Regions from separate parts of the Sus scrofa genome. Here regions 1, 2 and 4 are each linked to region 3. Evidence: chromatin contacts called from public Hi-C, HiChIP or PLAC-seq and promoter capture Hi-C data. All regions are on one chromosome and are shown on one strand. Each heading gives the region's core, a stretch centred on a gene start, on an enhancer-like site or on the middle of the called end of the contact. The rest is flanking DNA. Distances are from core to core; before and after follow the strand shown.

Evidence for each region. Promoter capture Hi-C pulls out the DNA fragments that hold promoters and counts their contacts. Hi-C and Micro-C count contacts between places; a contact is called where the count stands out from the background. HiChIP or PLAC-seq counts read pairs in DNA pulled down with a chosen protein or histone mark.
Region 1: a contact with region 3 is called in an H3K27ac HiChIP or PLAC-seq map of alveolar macrophages, with 5 times the contacts expected there. The contact joins the promoter of PBLD here to the promoter of DNAJC12 in region 3. A contact is called at or near these places in 2 of 5 promoter capture datasets (fetal liver and liver) and 2 of 2 datasets of contacts at active chromatin or transcription factors (alveolar macrophages and skeletal muscle).
Region 2: a contact with region 3 is called in a promoter capture Hi-C map of fetal liver, with 2.2 times the contacts expected there. The contact joins the enhancer-like site here to the promoter of DNAJC12 in region 3. A contact is called at or near these places in 1 of 5 promoter capture datasets (fetal liver), 14 of 47 Hi-C or Micro-C datasets (alveolar macrophages, embryonic fibroblasts, epiblast stem cells and 7 more) and 1 of 2 datasets of contacts at active chromatin or transcription factors (skeletal muscle).
Region 4: a Hi-C map of skeletal muscle shows a contact between it and region 3, with 5 times the contacts expected there. The contact joins the enhancer-like site here to the promoter of DNAJC12 in region 3. A contact is called at or near these places in 5 of 5 promoter capture datasets (fetal liver, fetal skeletal muscle, liver and 1 more), 33 of 47 Hi-C or Micro-C datasets (adipocytes, adipose tissue, alveolar macrophages and 18 more) and 2 of 2 datasets of contacts at active chromatin or transcription factors (alveolar macrophages and skeletal muscle).

The regions. Positions count from the first base shown.
Region 1 is chr14:71,485,941-71,490,364 of Sscrofa11.1, reverse strand. It overlaps PBLD (phenazine biosynthesis-like domain-containing protein), which reads left to right and starts at 2,823. Exons shown (of 10, transcript XM_021073523.1): 1 at 2,823-2,953. HNRNPH3 (heterogeneous nuclear ribonucleoprotein H3 (2H9)) reads right to left here and starts at 4,070. Exons shown (of 10, transcript NM_001243555.1): 1 at 3,912-4,070.
Region 2 is chr14:71,466,328-71,470,658 of Sscrofa11.1, reverse strand. PBLD (phenazine biosynthesis-like domain-containing protein) reads left to right here. Exons shown (of 10, transcript XM_021073523.1): 2 at 1,915-2,060. The coding sequence starts at 1,977. Among named protein-coding and RNA genes, the nearest start is that of HNRNPH3, 18 kb to the left of the region's middle. Within about 2 kb of position 2,703, at least 11 of the 83 cell types and tissues checked have an H3K27ac peak or open chromatin away from gene starts, as enhancers often do. A contact at or near this core is called in fetal liver, where this site is marked.
Region 3 is chr14:71,048,948-71,053,466 of Sscrofa11.1, reverse strand. It overlaps DNAJC12 (dnaJ homolog subfamily C member 12), which reads left to right and starts at 3,070. Exons shown (of 6, transcript XM_021072941.1): 1 at 3,070-3,578. It also overlaps the pseudogene LOC100152383.
Region 4 is chr14:71,336,859-71,341,516 of Sscrofa11.1, reverse strand. The region is part of intron 5 of MYPN (myopalladin); the gene reads right to left. Among named protein-coding and RNA genes, the nearest start is that of MYPN, 56 kb to the right of the region's middle. Within about 2 kb of position 3,031, at least 26 of the 83 cell types and tissues checked have an H3K27ac peak or open chromatin away from gene starts, as enhancers often do. A contact at or near this core is called in embryonic fibroblasts, fetal skeletal muscle and skeletal muscle, where this site is marked.

The DNA.
Region 1 (4,424 bases), core at 1,574-4,073, 440 kb before region 3:
CATTTTAAAGAGGTTAATGCAGAAGTCCTTCAGCTGCAGAAACTTACCAGACCTTATAAATTTCACTATGCAGCTGTAGGAATCCTACTCACCTGAATATTTCAAACCTTTCCCTCACCACCTCCTCCCCTGTAAACAAAACAATTTGTTCACTTGATTCTTTTAAGCTTGAGGATTATTTCATATAAACAGTATTCACTAATACTTAATTTCACAGGATCTAATTATGAGCAACTGCTAGGGCTAGCATCTGCAAAGAGTAAAATATTTTCCCTAGAATCAATGCATTTAAAAAAAGCTAAACATTCACTGAATGTGGTTATCAAGGAAATACCGTGGCATATGAATCACCTTTTCTACTTATTTTGCTGTTTTTAAAAGCAATCCTAAACCCTACTCTAAACACAGATGTTCAAAATAGGAACAGATTTTTATCTGACACTACTACAACTAATTCTTAGGTACACAAATAACTGGCACGAACCTTTTAAGAGAAGGGTTTGAATCCCTAGTCTGCTACTTACTGGCTACCTAGTTTAAAACCAAAGTACTTTAACCTCTGCACTCAACTATAAAATGTAACAGCGGTACTTATACCACATCAGGACTGTTAAGAATTGTTTACAGTTTGTATTTATTTGGTTTGCAACATGGTAATCATTCGATGGTGGCTACTTTTACTGGATTTTAAGAGGTCCTGTAAAACTAATCAAATAAACCACAAACAAAATAACTGAACCTTAAAGGATAGGAAAATGCTCTGAATCATGAAAGGAAATAAGGTCTATTACAACAAGTCTTTTTCAAAGTCAACAAAAATCTTAAGTTTTCAAGTGTTCTTAGGAATTGTCTAAAGCAGAAAGAAGGAAAAAGACTTTGGAAATGTTTACTAAGATACTTTATTAGTAGAGCAAAAAAAAGTTCTAGAATAGCATTGAAAGTAGGCTTTGGAAAAAGACATTTTAACGATCTTTATAATTTCCTTTAAAACAAAACCCCACCAACCTAAGAAATAATCTGCTGTGAAAAGACCTTAGGATGTGGGGGCTTTATGTTACTTAGAACATTTATTTATTTATTTTTCAATGTAAAGGTACCACTTCAGGAATTCAAAAAAGATGGAAACTGACTTATAGTTATAAATCTTAGCACTTTCCAAGAAATACTAGCAAGCAAACTATACTAGCTTTGATTTTTGGATCAGCCTATTCCAAAGTGCATAAAAACAATACAGTCTATAAAGAACACACCAAACTGTTAACACAATTTTAATTTGGGGAAAGGTTAAGCAGATTTGGAAGACAAACTACTTCAGAATGACTCTCCATCCCATGTGAATGAGTACACAACAAAGTAACCCACACTCTACTAACTCTTCAAAACTCAAAATTAGAACCTGGAATTCTATTTACAAAACCAAACCAAGACAAAACCTGAAGGCATAAAAAAAAAAAAAAAAAAAAAACACCAATCTGTTCTGATACCTTAATAAAGTTGTCTCAGAAACTACCTAAAAAAAGTGTTTACCAATTATTCAGGATAATCCTTCTCAACCTTTCTTTACAAGTGTCACAGCAATTCTGCTTTAAAAATTTCTAGTGTTAGCATCAATCAAAACACCAGCAGCTGAAATACACAGTTTGTCAGTTCTGTATGAAATTTTTAATGTAATTTCCTAAACATTAGGCTAAGTGAAAGAAACCAGTCACAGAAGACCACTACTGTATGATTTTAAATGGATGAAGTTAACGATCTGTGAACTGTATCTCAAAGCTGTTAAGAAAAAACATCTTAGAAGCCAAATGAGATAAAATTCCTTTATAACATAAAGGGTTTGATACATTAATAAACAACCCTAAACCATGCTTCTAAAAAAGTTCCTTGGTCAGCAGGTTAAGAAGGATCCTGTGGTGTCACAGCTGTGGCACAGGTTTGGCCAGAAAATTAAAAAATGAGAGGTAACTTCAAAATTTTGGTCAGAAGTGGTGATGAAATGCTTAAATAAAATGGAAATCATTCCCTTTTCATTGTGCTTGCTCAATTTTAAATAAAAATAGACTCACACACTACTACTTGGAGGTGAGGTGTCTAAACGGATTTCTTTTCTAGAACAAAGTTACCACCCACTGCAGTTCAATCACTTGTTTAACAAAGTAAGAATACCAAAACTACACAGTTGTTTAAAATATAAAAAGCAATTTAGATGCATTTCCAAATCATGATGCAGATGAAGGGCAGGAAAAAAGGTTTCTAGGGTAATCCAATCAGGGAAGCTGTTACACCACACAAGACTTTATAAGAAACTGGGCTATATGTCTTTACAAGTGCATAGAAACACAGAACATCTTCAACATCATGAAGATCTTTTTCATTTTTAAAGATGAAAAAATAAACACACTTGTAAAGATTCATATGCATTATTGGAAGTCTCATGCCTTGCCTGTCCTTTACTTTGCACAGTTTTCAGTGAAAATTACAGACCCAGTTCTCCAATGTTCTAAGGACCGAAAAAAAAAAAAAAAAAATCACAGCACCACATGACTGGGCTTGCAGTTTGTTTTTCTGTTGAGTAGGGTTATTTTCTTCGCCAAAATGTTACTATAGTCCTAAGCCAAATAGAAAATTCGCTTAGCTACCGAAAGAAAATAAACCCTAACTGTATTTTGAAGTATTTTATTTCCACAGCCTTAATGCCAAAACAATCTTTGCACAAAATAAAAATCTTGGAGATTGGTGAAAGCCGATAACGCAATTCCTATACACACATTTTTTCCATCACTGGTTGTTTTTTAACAACTGTTTCCCAAAAGTAAACCACCTACTTAAATTCTAACACAGTATTCGCCAAACTACACAAAACCATTGCTAAACCATCCCGCCCCCGCCCAAAGGTTCAGAAAGTCGTATCTTGGTTCACCTGCTTGAAATAAGCCCCACTGCACATTCCTATTCGGTAAGTCACCCGCTTTTCTGCTTACAATTACCCATAAAGTCTCCCAATACGGTTTAAGTGGAAAAAACCCTTTGGAAAATGAGTACGTACTCTTTTCGAAGCTCCAAACCTGGAATATAAGGGCCGGCTAAGCGTCCTTTATTCCTCCCCGGAGGCTTTTCGTTTTATCTAGCTGCCCTAGAGACCAGAGAGCTAGGGAGAGTACGCCCCTTCCCCCCCTTCCCGTTCGGCAGCAAAGCTTGGCTTAAAAACCTTCGCCACCCGGCGGCGGAATTACAAAGGAGGCCGTCTGCCTCCTTTGTCCCGGGTTTGGGAGTTGAGCGCCTTCGTCGCCATTGGCTTTCCTCCCCCAGCTCCAGCCTCTCTCATCTTGGGAATCTGCGTCAGAAGTCACTCGCAGTCCCGCCAGCCCAGGTAGCCCAGCTGAGACTGCGGAGGAAGGGAGGCCGCGGTGGGAGGCCAGGCCCATCCGGCGCCATTTCCAACCGGAGCGCGCCCGAAGGCCCTGAGCCTCCCCCCACCCAAGTGCCCAGCCTTTCCCAGCTCGCTTCCTTCCCCACCCACATCCCTTCCGAGGCGCTCTAACCACCGCCCCCCTCCCCGGACTCCTAAATCAGTTTTCGGAAGCTAAGGGGCAAGAAGCAGAAAGAGAGGAGAAGGGCGGGAAGCCCAGGTGGCCGCGCCACCGTACCCAAAATGGCGGAAGCCAAACCAGCAGGGAAAAGACGGGAAATGCGTGATGAGCCCCACTTCGGGCCTCGGCTTCGTCCACTAAATCCCCCCTGAGTAAGTCCCCCCCCCGCCCGGCAGGCCGCCCCCGAAGTGAGAGATCGCCCGGGGGGGCGCAGCCTGGCCACCTCCGAGCGGCGACCTCCACACTTCGCCCCGCCCCACCCCCTCCCAGTTTCTCTTTCGTCCTTCTCCCGACTCCACTCTCGAAACCACCATCCCAACCTACCCCCTTTTACTTCAGATACCCTGTCGAGCGACAGTAGCGCCGACTCCGCTGCTTGCGGGGCCCGGTCGTGGAGAAGGAGAAGTCGCCTGCCTCGTGTAGCGCTCCCACAACGGTTCTTCCAACCGTCTCCGGCGGTGGCAACCGCTGAGGGAGCTGCGCAGCAGAGCGACTGGCTTGGGGGGATGGGAGAGCGCGAGAGAGAAGGAGGGGGTGGAGCGAGAGCGAGGAAGACCCACCGGCCCCGCTCTCGCGAGGCAAGAGAGTCGGTCCCGCCTTGGCGCGGAAGGCAAGAAGTGCGCTTGCGCGTTGGTGGAAGGCCTGGTTGTTGGGGTCGGGGGAAGGTGGAGGGTCAGTAACTCCGCTTTTCTTGCTTACCCTAAAACCTTCAAATTCTCAAAGCCACCTTTCTGCTTTCGCGGGGAGATGTGAAGTGGCGAAAGTATTCCTTCCTGTTTGTGTTGCAAGAATCCTGGAGTCGAGTTTTGGAGAAGTCCGCTTTTTCCCAGCGAGAGC
Region 2 (4,331 bases), core at 1,454-3,953, 420 kb before region 3:
ATTATGAAGCATTTGTACTCATATTATACTGTTAAAAAAGTAAAAATTGGAGTTCCCAATTCATGGTTCAGTGGTAACAAACCCAGCTAATATCCATGAGGTTGTGGGTTCAATCCCTGGCCTCGCTCAGTGGGTTTAGGATCTTGCGTTGTTGTGAGCAGTGATGTAGGTCACAGACATGGCTCAGATTCCAAGTTGCTGTGGCTGAGGCTGTGGCATAGGCTGGCAGCTACAGCTCTAATTTGACCCTTAGCTTGGGAACTTCCACATGCCATGGGTACAGCCCTAAAAAAAAATAAAATAAAAATAAAAATAAAATAAAACAAAAAGGTATAAATTGTGATTAAAGAGAGTTCCTGTTTTGGCTCACTGGGTTATGAACCTGACTAGTATGCATGTTAGGATAGGTTAATTTCTTTTAGATTTAAACAAAGCACCCCCTAATTCACTGAATTTTTTTGAAGTCTGTAACTTTGGGAGAGAGGAATCTTCCATGCCTATAAAAAAAATCCAGGCTTTCTAGTAGAGCAAAGAAGACACCCAGAATATTCACAGGATTTATCTCTGGGAAATGAAAATACGGGAGACACCCCACTCCCTGCTTTTCTGTATTTTATGGTTTTCAGTAAAGAGGAGGTATTATTCTTATAGTGAAAAGGTTTACTTTAACAAATTTATGTCATGAGCTCAAAAAACTTTCTACTGCAGATTTGTAAAATAACACCAACAAATTAAAGCACGAGGTTCCTTTGACTATGTTAAGTCCCCCCCAAAAAAAAAATTTATTGCTGATTTGCATGGTTATGGGTCACTTTTTGATTTTCCACGGTTTTCTTTTTTTATAATGGGCATCTTTTTTAAAATTAGAAAAAATGGTTTTTTTTTTTTTTTTTTTTTTTTTTTTGTCTTTTTAGAGCCACACCCAAGGCACACAGAAGTTCCTAGGCCAGGGGTTGAATTGGAGCAGGAGTTGCCAGCCCACACCCCAGCCACAGTAATGCCAAACCCGAGCTTCGTCTGCAACCTACACCACAGCTCATGGCAACACCTGATCCTCAACCCACTCAGCCAGGCTAGGGATCAAATCCATGTCCCTATGAACATTAGTCAGGTTCTTAACCTGCCGAGCCACAACGGGAACTCCAAAAAATGTATTCTTTTAAAAAGGCATGAGTTCCTGTTGTGGCTTGGTGGCTTAAGAACCCAACATAGTATCCATGATGATGTGCATTCAATTCCTGGCCTTGTTCATTGGGTTGAGGATCCTGTGTTGCCACAATCTGCAGCATAGGTCGCAGAAGCAGCTCAGATCTGGCATTGCTGTGGCATAGGTATTGTGTACTCTGACATAGCTGCAGCTCCAATTCAACCCCTAGCCTGGAAACTTCCATATGCCGCAGGTTTGGGGTTAAAAAGGTGGGGTGCATATATTCTTTGGGAAACCTTAAGCAACATATATATATGTCCCCTTGGAAGTTTCATGCACTTCTTTAAAAATATAGCCTAAGTGGAGTTCCTGCTGTGGTGTAATGGAATCAGTGGTGTCTTGGAAGCACTGGGATGCAGGTTCCATTCCAGGCCTGAAACAGTGGGTTAAGGGTTCAGCACTGCTGCAACTGCATCTTAGGTCACAACTGTGGGGCAGCAAAAAAAATGTAGATAAATAGATAGGTAGATAGCCTAAGATAGTTTTGGCTCTTTTAAGAATATGATTCTGTTGTTAAGTATATGTACAATATGAAAAGAAAATATTCACCTACTATTTTAAAACAAATTCAATTTAGAGGTTTAAAATTAATCAGAGGATCACTTATTTTTAATTGTGGGTAAGTTAGAATAATTGCTTGACTTTGTACCTAGGAAATGCTGGTTGCTTATGTACATCAAGTAAAACATTAACTTTATTTTTTGCAGCAACAAGAAGGAAAGCAGGCTATCAGAAATTTTGAGAACTTGCAGAAGTGCTTACAAGGAAAATGAAGCTCCCTATTTTCATAGCAGATGCATTCACAGCAAAAGCATTTCGTGGGAATCCTGCTGCTGTTTGCCTCCTAGAAAATGTAAGTAGTATTTGAAGTGCAGTGCCTGAAATTCTAGATTTCTGTAGAACCAAGTATTTCTTAAAAAAAAAAAAAAATTCACCTGGTTTGTTTATCTCTTTGATTGTGTTCTTTGTCAGATGATATCAGCAATGTGCATGTCTGCAAGTTAATTTTGACCAGATTATATTATGAGACTGCTTACACCTAAATGCTTAGATCTAGAGAAATGAAGATTCACGTAAAGAAGAATTAGATCCAATTTTAAAAAAAGTCAAAGTCCCTTCTAGTCATTGTGTTTTCATTTAGTTAGCACCAAATGTGGAGCAGAATGAAATTGGATGAGTTTCATGTGACTGGACATGGCTGATACTGTATTTTTCATAAAAGATTCTAGCTGGATATTTTTAACCTTACCTGTGGTTCAGACAATTAGAAATTATTCTCAAAGTCAAGAAAACATTTTGCAATGAAGTGATTTAATAGAAAGATAGAAGGAATTAAACTCTAACCTAGGGAGAATTCAGTTTACTGCAAGTCTCATTTTTAAAATGGCCCTTTGATTAGGTAAATATTAACAGAATAGTTAATTATTCCTTGACCTTAGCTGCTTTGTGTTATTACCTGGGTGTTGGGAAACAAGTCAAGGTACCCTTCCACTCAGAGCAGTTAGTACAAGGGTAGATTATCTGAGAATTCCTTTAGAAACAAGAGTGAGCAATTGAAGATCCTAAATAAGTCTTACTAAGTTAGGGCTTTCGAGTGCAGTGACTGTCAAGCTGGCTGCACATTAAAATTACTCGAGATGCTTTAAAAATTCCTGTACCCAGGCTGCATCCTGGTGAATCACAACAGGATCTCTGGAGATGGGTTTGTTTTCTAAAGCTCCACTGTTTTAAAATTGTATTTTTTTCTTTTTACAGCCATACCTGCAGCACATGGAAGTTCCTGGGCTTGGGGTCCTGCATCTGTGCTCTACACCACGGCTTGTGGCAATGCTGGATCCTTAACCCACTGTGTGAGGCTGACAGGGTTCAAACTGACAGTATGTCGGATTCTTAACCCCCTGAGCCACAACGGGAACTCCAAAGCTCCACTGTTTTTTAAAGCAGCACTGTTTTTTTAAAGCTCCGCTAGTGATTCTAGGGTGAACCAAGATCGAGACTGGCTGAAGTTGAGCTGAGACAGGTGAATATTGTTAATGGAGTCCTTGGTATACTTATTTGGTTCCTCAGCTGGAGCAGCAAAATGGTCCAGGGTCAAGGGTCCGTATCTTACCTTCATGACGCATTCATTATGCAGCCTTGCAGCTGGCATTTTCCAACTACAAAATGCAGAAAGTAATAAAGGTAATAGGCTTTAACAAGTAACACCAGAGCTTGGCAGTGTTAGTGAGATAATAATTAACAGCCAAATTCTAAGTCGTGAACTTTCTTTAGAAACAATATGACAGGAGTTCCCATTAAGAACTGACATAGCATACGTGAGGATTCGGGTTCAATCCCAGCCCTTGCTCAATGGGTTAAGGATCTGGCATTGTGGCAAGATGTGGCATATTGAAGATGTGGCTGGCATCTGGTGTAGCTGTGGCAGTGGCGTAGGCCAGCAGCTGACTTCTATTCACCTCCTAGCCTGGAAACTTCCATATGCCACAGGTTCAGCCCTAAAAAGAAAATAAAGTGAAAAAAAGAAACAATATGGCAAACATAACTTCATGTTAAGGACTTGTGGAGTAGACCAAACTTACTCGTCAAGAGTCTGTATATTTGCCCCATGTCCCCATGAAATGCTCTTGAAGAATTTTGAAAAAAGTTTTGAGTGATTTATGTACTCAGTTTTCACCAGATGACAAGAATTAGTTTTATTCCTCAATTTGACTCTTATTTTTTTGTCTTTTTAGGGCCGTACCCACAACATATGGAAGTTCCCAGGCTAGGGGTTGAATCGGAGCTGTAGCCGCTGGCCTACACCACAGCCACAGCAGCACTGATCTGAGACACATCTGCAGCCTACACCACAGTTCATGACAATGCCAGATCCTTAACCTACTGAGCATGGCCAGGGATCGACCCTGCATCCTCGTGGATACTAGTCAGATGAGCCATGATGGGAGTGCCCCTCAATTTACTCCATTTTACCTCCAGCTCATTCACTGAACTCCAGACTTAGGATCTTAGGAGCTTTCTCTCTCTCTCCATTAAACTATATTTTGCATGTTATTTATATATTTGGAAAAGCTAGGAAATAAAATGTTAAACAAAAGGCTTTAATGCTGTTTAAAGAAATATGCTT
Region 3 (4,519 bases), core at 1,821-4,320:
CTACTACATTAGCTTTCCCAATAATTCACTTTGCCTCCTCAACTCATACCTTGGCACTTCCTGACCAGGACAAAAACAGCTGACATTTAGGGGGCTGTCACTGGGTACCAGATACCACGTTAATTAATATTACCTTGTTAAGTCCTCAAATCAACCCTGTTAGGTGGTACTGTTATCACATCATTTATGCAGATGGAAAAGGTTAATCTGAGGCATTGGGCTATAAAGTAGGATCAGGGCTGGTAAGAGGGAGCTTGGAGTTGAAACTCTGACTCTAGACCAAATGCATTTAACCACTAATTGATACGTGAATATAGTTATTTATTTGGATAGATATTGAATATATAATCAGTGTAGATCATGGGTCATACACTCAGATGGTACAGGACCAGAATGTGAGTATGGAGAACTTGATATAATAGCTTTTATTTTCTCAAAGGAATATGTCCTCTCTTGTTCTTCTTGAAACATAGGGTCTTCTTGCTCCATTTTTTTGCTGTTACACATTTGATAAAAATAGGGATCAAAAACATTTCACTTACGGAGTTCCCGTCGTGGCGCAGTGGTTAACGAATCCAACTAGGAACCATGAGGTTGTGGGTTCGATCCCTGCCCTTGCTCAGTGGGTTAATGATCCGGCGTTGCCGTGAGCTGTGGTGTAGGCTGCAGACGCGGCTCGTATCCAGCGTTGCTGTGGCTCTGGCATAGACTGGTGGCTACAGCTCCAATTCGACCCCTGGCCTGGGAACCTCCATATGCCACAGGAGCGGCCCAAGAAATAGCAAAAAGACAAAAAAAAAAATTCATTTTCCTTTTAAATTTATCATAAAAATATAAATGATAATGCCTGGCAACTGACACTTGGCTTCCATATTAGAGAGCAACTGTGAGTTAAGAGCCTGACAAATGCAATAGCACAGGCCCCATCTAAAGGGGCATATTCTCAGCTCAGCTCCAGACAGATGTCGCTATTGGGAATGGTAAGTGAATCCCAAGTCATCAGATATTCCAATTTCTCAAGAGGAGGTAGAAGCCTAGAATTTTATGCAACATCTCCCAATTTTAAAATGCTGGCAATGAGTTCACAACCTTTTAGGAACATGGCTTGGTAGGACTGATTTGATTGGTGGGTCACAAGTTCAATCTTGTCTCTTTAACTGCAGTGCAAGCTCCTTGTGAGGAACAGCTAAAACATTTCTATCTCTCACAGCACTAGGCATAAACCGAGCACTCAAAGATTTTTGCACAGCCACGAAGTTGCTCATGAGTATTATTCTAGATTTAGACTTCGATTCCTTTTGGCAAACGTTTATCTGGCAAGGTAAATGTTTTACAGAATCATATGTATCAGAGTTCCCATTGTGGATCAGTGAAAACAATCTGACTAGTATCCATGAGGATGCAGGTTCGATCCCTGCCCTTGCTCAATGGGTTAAGGATCTGACATTGGCATGAGCTGTGGTGTAGGTCACAGATGTGGCTGGGATCTGGCGTTGCTGTGGCTGTGGTGTAGGCCAGTGGCTACAGCTCCGATCGGGCCCGTAGCCTGGGAACCCCCATATGCCGAGGGTGCGGCCCTAAAAAGACAAAGAAAGAAAAAAAAGATTATATGTATCTGCGAATTTACCACTTGAATCAAATGGATTATCTGAATTTACTAAAGAGGATGAATGGGGTCTAGGATAGGGAAAGCATTCATTAAAAGTTTCTTGATTTTATTCTATTCATATTTCCTGAGTATCAGATTAATATCCTTGGTCTATGTCATACCTTGATGCACACTGTAATCACTGGGAGAAGCTTAAAAAAAAAAAAAAAAAAACAAACCCACCCTTCCCCCTCAGAGACTCCATTTTAATTAATCTACAGGAGGGTCCTGGTACTGCTGTGTGTGTTTATGTACATACATATAATCACCAAGTGATTTTTTTTTTTTTTTAACCACACCAGCAGCACACAGAAGCTCCTGGGCCAGGAACTGAACCCAAGCCACAGCAGTGACAACACCAGATCCTCAATCTGCTGAGCCACAAGAGAACTCTTCACCAAATGATTTTTGTTGTTGTTGTTGTTGATGCTTTTTAGGGCGCATCTGTGGCATATGGAGGTTTCCAGGCTAGGGGTCAAATCAGAGCTGTAGCTGCCAGCCTATGCCACAGCCACAGCAATGTGGGATCTGAGCCATGTATGCGACCTACACCACAGCTCATGGAAACACTAGATCCTTAACCCACTGAGTGGGGCCAGGGATCAAACCCGCAACCTCCTGGTTACTAGTTGGATTCGTTTCTGCTGTGCCACAACGGGAACTCCACCAAGCAATTTTAGTGTAGAGCCAGACTAGAAGATCTCTGGTCTAGATCCCAGAACTAGGAGGTTCTGGGAATCAGGACTCAATAGGATCAGAGAATCTGATTTTACTGCCAGAATTTATGAATTATTGGGCCCATGTCATGCCCTTAAGTCACTATTTTCCTAAAACTACCATCATATCTGATCTGACTACTATGTTACCACTATACTTACTCCACTGCAATTCTCTTTGAGAAGAGAGGAAAAAAGCTGAAATGTCAGGGAGGTATTTAAGTGTTTGTTTCCCAAATATAATCAAGTGATTGTTTGAGGAATTTAGTTCAGTTTAAAAGAAATCTGTTATAGTAACAGCCCAAACTATTATCTGTGACCTCTTCCTTACTAACAAGTGGCATATTAACTACTTTTCTATGATCATTAAAAATGAATTTTTTTTTTTTTTTTGCTTTTTTATTAGGGCCGTACACGTGGCATATGGAAATATCCCAGGCTGTGGGTTAAATCAGTGCCACGGCTGATGGCCTACACCACAGCCACAACAATGCAGGATCCAAGCTACATCTGCAACCTACACCACAGCTAACAGCAACACCAAATCCTTAACCCACTGAGGGAGGTCATGGATCAAGCCAGCAACCTCATGGTTCTTAGTCGAATTGGTTTCCGCTGAGACATGAGGGGAACTCCAAAAACTAATACACTTTTTTAGAGTTTTAAGTTCACAGCCAAATTGAGCATAGAGTACTCATACCCCTATCACCCATCCATATCCCCACACATTAACAAGGGGATTATTAGCATGCCATTGCACTTGATTAAAACTTCAAAGCAATGTTTTAATAGCCTTTAACAAATCATTTACATAGTCTACTTATGTCCGACCTAACAGACTTAAAAAATCTTGTTCTTGTCTCAGAATGCTGTTTTCAAAAAAAAAGAGAGAAAGAAAGAAAGAAAGGAGTTCCCGCTGTGGCGCACGTTGAGAGGTAGGACCTAAATCGGAATCAGGGCCTTTTTATCGGAGCGCTGTCCAAGCGCTGCTGTCCAAGATCCCAGTCTGTGCGGGGAGCTGGCGCCTGTGTTGCAGGCAAGGAAAAGGTGCCAATTTTGTTTTGCATGACAGAACTTAGTGCCAGACTGGAAAGAAAAAAGAGAAGCAGAAGAGCCGCGCGGAGCCCACTTATGGGCTGCCTAATTTCTGTGCTCGCTCCGAGCTTCTGGGGCTTGTAAACTCTTACCTTCCAGATTTCTCCTTTACTTTTGAGGTAAGTTGTATTTTTTTTTTTTTTTTTTTCATCCCGCTTTAAAGCCTAGGACATTTGACATTAAAAAAAAAAAAAAAAAAAGCACTTCCGGAGGCATGTTTCCGGAGGCCAGAAGTAGGTGGGCTGTACCCTGTGGCTCCTTTCAAGCTTTTTCCGCCGGTGCCTTGTGGGAGTTGTAGTCCTGGGCATGGCCTCTGGTCTTTCTGGTCCCATTGGTCCTGAGTTGCACCTCTGACTCGCTGTGTTTTGAGGTGCAAAGAACTTTAACTACATTGAAAAGTTCAATGTGATTTCTATGGTGTGTATATATATAAAAATATATAATATATACATTATAATATATATATTATATATATATATTTTGTCTTTTGTCTTTTGAGGGCTGCACCCGCATCATATGGAGGTCCCCAGGCTAGGAGTCTAATCGGAGCTGTTGCTGCTGGCCTATGCCAGAGCCACAGCAATGTGGGATCCAAGTCTAGTCTGCGACCTACACCACAGCTCACAGCGCCAATGCAGGATCCTTAACCCACTGAATGAGGCCAGGGATCTAACCGGCAACCTCATGGTTCCTAGTCGGATTCGTTTCCACTGTGCCCTGACGGGAACTCCAATTTCTATGGTATATTTTGTACTATGTATTTTTTACAGTTTTTCTCAACCAGCATGTGTTAAACAAATTATACTTGCTCTTTTAAAATGCATACCGGGAATTCTCCCTGTGGCTCAGCAGAGACAAACCCAACTAGCATCCAAGAGGATGAGGGTTGAATCCCTGGCCTCACTTAGTGGGTTAAAGAATCCGATGTTGCGGGGAGTGGCGGTGTATGTCACACACGCAAGAAATATATGTGTGTATATATATATATATATATATTTATATTTCTTTTTAAAAAAATTATTTATTGTCTTTTCTAGGGCCTCACTTGTGGCATATGGAG
Region 4 (4,658 bases), core at 1,782-4,281, 290 kb before region 3:
CATTTTCAAATTTGTTTGCTGAAGCAATTCAGGATGGGATTGGCACAGAGTGGTTTCTGAAGTAGTAAGGAACTATTTGATTAAAAACCTGGTCATTCCTCGTCTACCCCAAAACAGTAGCTTTTAGTGACAAGAATGGAATGTTCTCAGTAAGCAGGGAACATCAGCGAGTCTTGGGTGCTCCTGGCAAGCGGGTGAATATGCCTTCCACTCTGACATCTGAGTAAATTCTGTGCTAAAATGGTAGTTTGGGAGCCTGTTCAAAACCTTAATGGCAGGAGTTCCCGTCGTGGCGCAGTGGTTAACGAATCCGACTAGGATCCATGAGGTTGCGGGTTCGATCCCTGCCCTTGCTCAGTGGGTTGACAATTGCCGTGAGCTGTGGTGTAGGTTGCAGACGCGGCTTGGATCCCGCGTTGCTGTGGCCCTGGCCTAGGCTGGTAGCTACAGCTCCAATTCGACCCCTAGCCTGGGAACCTCCATATGCCGCGGGAGTGGCCCAAAGAAAGAGCAAAAAAGACAAAAAAAAAAAAAACCCTTAATGACAGAAGATATCTCCCTGGGATTCATACATAATGAAATTTCATTCCTTTTGAGGCAAACAAATTAGAAAACCAAAGCAACCCCCCCCAAAAAAAAGTGGTAGCAGAGGGATTGAATAAATAAAATACAGGGATGCATATTAAAAAATGGATGTAAGCAGAATGAGGTCAATCTATACATTCTCTCTCTTTTTTTTTTTTTTTTTTTTTTTTTTTTTAGGGCCAAACCTGTGGCATGTGGAAGTTCCCAGGCTAGGGGTTGAATAGGAGCTTCAGCTGCTGACCTACACCACAGCCACAGCAACACCGGATCCTTAACCCACTGAGCTGAGCCAGGGACCAAACCCAAGTCCTTAAGTATACCAGTTGGGTTCACTTCTGCTGAGCCACAACAGGAACACTAATGTATATATTCTGACATGGCCTGTGGTTCAGATATGTGAACCAGTTCTCAATCTGCAGAGGTTATACCAAAGTCCTGCTTGCAAAGGGACTTCTTTGAGAGAGTATATTACTCACAGTTGAGACCAACATTAGTTGGTTGTAATTATTCACTTGTCTTTGAAGCCCAAGGCCTGTCTGTGTTCTGTTTGAGAGTTCAGCCAATATACCTGAGATACTATGCTTATAGAATATGCCTGCTAAGTGTCTGCAATGTGAGATGGAAGCTCATTCCAGCATGACACATCAATACTCAGTGAAGGAGTTGCCCCGAGTCATCTTAACGAGCCACTTAGAAGAGATTGTTGAAAGTCATAGTTTGAAGGATGATGGTTGTTTTGTCGAAAACTGTGCTTTTCTACCAAAGTCTCACGAGAAGAAATTGGCTCACACGACTGCACGTCAGGTCCAAACCAGTTACACCATCTGAACATGGTGTAGATAGGGCCATGTTCAACACACAGCAGCAGGTCTTAGGCTGTTACCAAGAGAACATTGTATACAGACTCGATCCTATTCTTCTTGACTTTCTTGAAGATGAATAAGGCATGAAACCATCCCTAACTAGCAAAGATTAAATTAGCCTTAATTAGGAATTATAGATCTGAACTCAAAGTCACTGTAACAAAAAAGTCTACACCCTCCTGAGGTAAATAGTATCCAATGATTAAATCTGTCGTGTGGTTCATCACCATGCTGATCATCTGGGAAGACCTTCTCTGTAGGGGGACACGGAACCTTGAGAAGAAGTTTTCCACAGGCATTTGATATTGGATTTCTTTCTCTATTCCTCCTAAAGACATGCTAAAATCACAAAGCGATGAAAGCAATAATTCCTTCTTAGCTGAAATGGAAGTTATTTACCACAGAATAAGTATTACTATGTGCCTGCTCTGTGCCAGATGTTATAAATGTGAGCTAAAAGGACACAGTTCCGCTTAGTGGATCTATATCTGGAAGTATAATGCAGGGACATCCTTGGGAAAAGGCATCTCCCCCATTGATTAAAAGAGGGCAGCTACAAGGTTCATATTGTCATTTTATTTTTTAAATCCAGTTGCTGTTTTTGCACCTTGTAAGATGCTGGAAGTGAAGGTGTATATGCTTTAGGCTGGATCAGAGCAGTTTTTTTTACTGATAAGTCTTTGAAGACCTTTTTTGCTCCTACATTGTTACAAGTGCCCAGGGTAGAGCTGTGTCAGAGAAGTCTCTGGAATTGTCAAGTTGGGGAGGGGGGCCCATGTAGTCTTCAGAAACTTAGATCTGACCACTGGCCCAGTTATTTCAGGGTTTCCTGTCTCTGCTATTATATAATGAAGTGCTGTTCTTCAAATTTTCACTTCCCCTGCCCCCTTGCACTCTTCAAATTACTGCTGAAGCAGTTGGAGCCAAGGCTGCTGCAGCCTTGAAAGCCTGCCAGAGCAGCTGCTGTTGGAGTGGGAGCAGTGATCAGAGTAAGATTCTAATTGATCATATACTTCCCTGCACACTCAAGAAGTGTGAGCACGCTCCCCCCCCCCAAAGAAACAGAATGAAAGTGTTTTTGATACTGTACAGAAGATGGAGGATAGTCTATCTCCATAAAATATTTTAGAACATAATTATCACTTACAGGTAGAGCAGTGAACTAGCATATGTGGCCCCAGGCTTCTCTCAAACTCTACCACTGTTTTGCTGTGCAACCATCCTTTTTAAAAGAGGGTAATACCAGTACTTCCCCATCATCAGAACAGGAGTTAAATAAAAGTCTGCTCTCTAATCATTGCTTTAAAAAAATGGCCTCTTGCCATGACTGGCAAAGAAATGCTTTGTTGGGCAGTATAGAAAGTGAGTCATAGGGACTGGAATGCCAGAAGTCCCTAAAGAAGTAAATAGAGCAGGAATAACCCGAACAGACATATGCCAGTGATCAGTTATCATGGCTCATGCCACGTGATTACCATCATCAGTGGCTCTGACTCAGAAATTTTCTAATGACACTGGCAGTGACTATGACCTCAATTCTGCCCTTACCCATGGAAACTAACGCAAGCACATCGTTGCTGATAAGTCCCTCTGGAATCTGAGCCACAGCCTATCCTAGGGCCTTACGTCTGAACAGCCCTGATCCCATTTATGGAGGCAAAAGCATACTTCCCGAGGGCTGAGAAAGCCTCACCAGAGTGTGAGTCTCTGTACTTGGTACTGTTTTCCCACCATGGATCAAATGTTTTTGGAGATTTATCTAACAAACAGCAGAGACTGATGACAAATTCATTTCCCCATTTTTATTTATCAAAGACATATATGTATCTGCAATTCAGAGCATCTAATGAGAGGGAGGTAAGCAATCACTATACAAAAGCAGCTAAACTTTGAGCTCCCGTCATGGCTCAGCAGTTAACAATCTGACTTGCATCCATGAGGATGCAGGTTCCATCCCTGGCCATGCTCAGTGGGTTAAGGATCCGGCTTTGCTGTGAGCTGTGATGCAGGTCACAGAAGTGGCTTGGATCCTGTGTGTCTGTGGTGTAGGCTGGTAGCTACAGCTCTGATTCAGCCCCAGCCTGGGAACCTCCATATGTTGTGGATGCGGCCCTAAAAAGCAAATGAAGAAACAAAACAAAAAAAGAAGCAGCTAAACTTGTTGCTAACCAGTCCATGAAAATTACATGTGAAGAATGAGTGTTAAAATCCTACTAGAATAATAAAAATGGCTTTGGACTTCTTGTAACGTTTATGGACTCCTATCTAGATATTAGAGATAGCTTTCAAGATGCTCGGGAGAGACAGAAACATAAACAGCTTTATTATTGTGTTAAATATTGTACCAGAGATAGGTACCAGGTGATACAGATGCAGCAAAGACAGAGCACCCAAAAGATCTGTAAGTGTGGAGGGAGATTAAGGGCACCTGTCTGGTGTCTGGCTGGGCAGATGGTGGTGGGGAGAAGAGAGGAGGAACTCCAGTTTGGGACTGGGTATAAATCATTCTGCAGTTTAATTGCCTTTGAAGAGTCACAAAAAGTGTGACAAATGGGCATAATAAATTAAAGTGTCGAGATTAATTGGCATTTAAAGCTTTGATTTAAGGCTAGTTGACTTAGCAGTGAACTAAGAAAGGTAGCACTATCAGCTATTTCGTGCGCGCTCTTGCTCTCTCTCTCTCTCTCTCACACACACACACACACACACACACACACACACGCATGCATGCATGCACGCACGCGCGCGGTCCACTTATAACTCTTCATCGAAGTCTGGTATTCACCAAGCCAGAACATGTTGCTTTCCTACCTCAAATCTTTGAAAGTAGCAAAATTTAAATTCAGAAAGCAGATTACAAGAAACAAACCTTAAAAACTGAGGGATCTTGTTTCTCATGAAAATACATGCCCACCTGATATGGTTATGGATAAACACGTCTCACGCTCAGACTCTGCTTGATTTTGGAAAGCCATCTTGGATGAGCTGATACGGTGGAATTTTCCTAAAATTGATGTTTTGGTGGAAGTTGTGAACTTAGTTCTTCCTTTAGGATTGGTACTCATTGCCGTTAGTACTTTTTGCCATTTTGCTCTAAAACCATGATTTCTTAGCCCTAGGACTAGTTGGCAATTTGGGCTGGATAATTCTTTGTTTGGGGAGGCTGGCATCTTATTATTACAGGATGTTTAACATTCTCTCTTGGTGCCA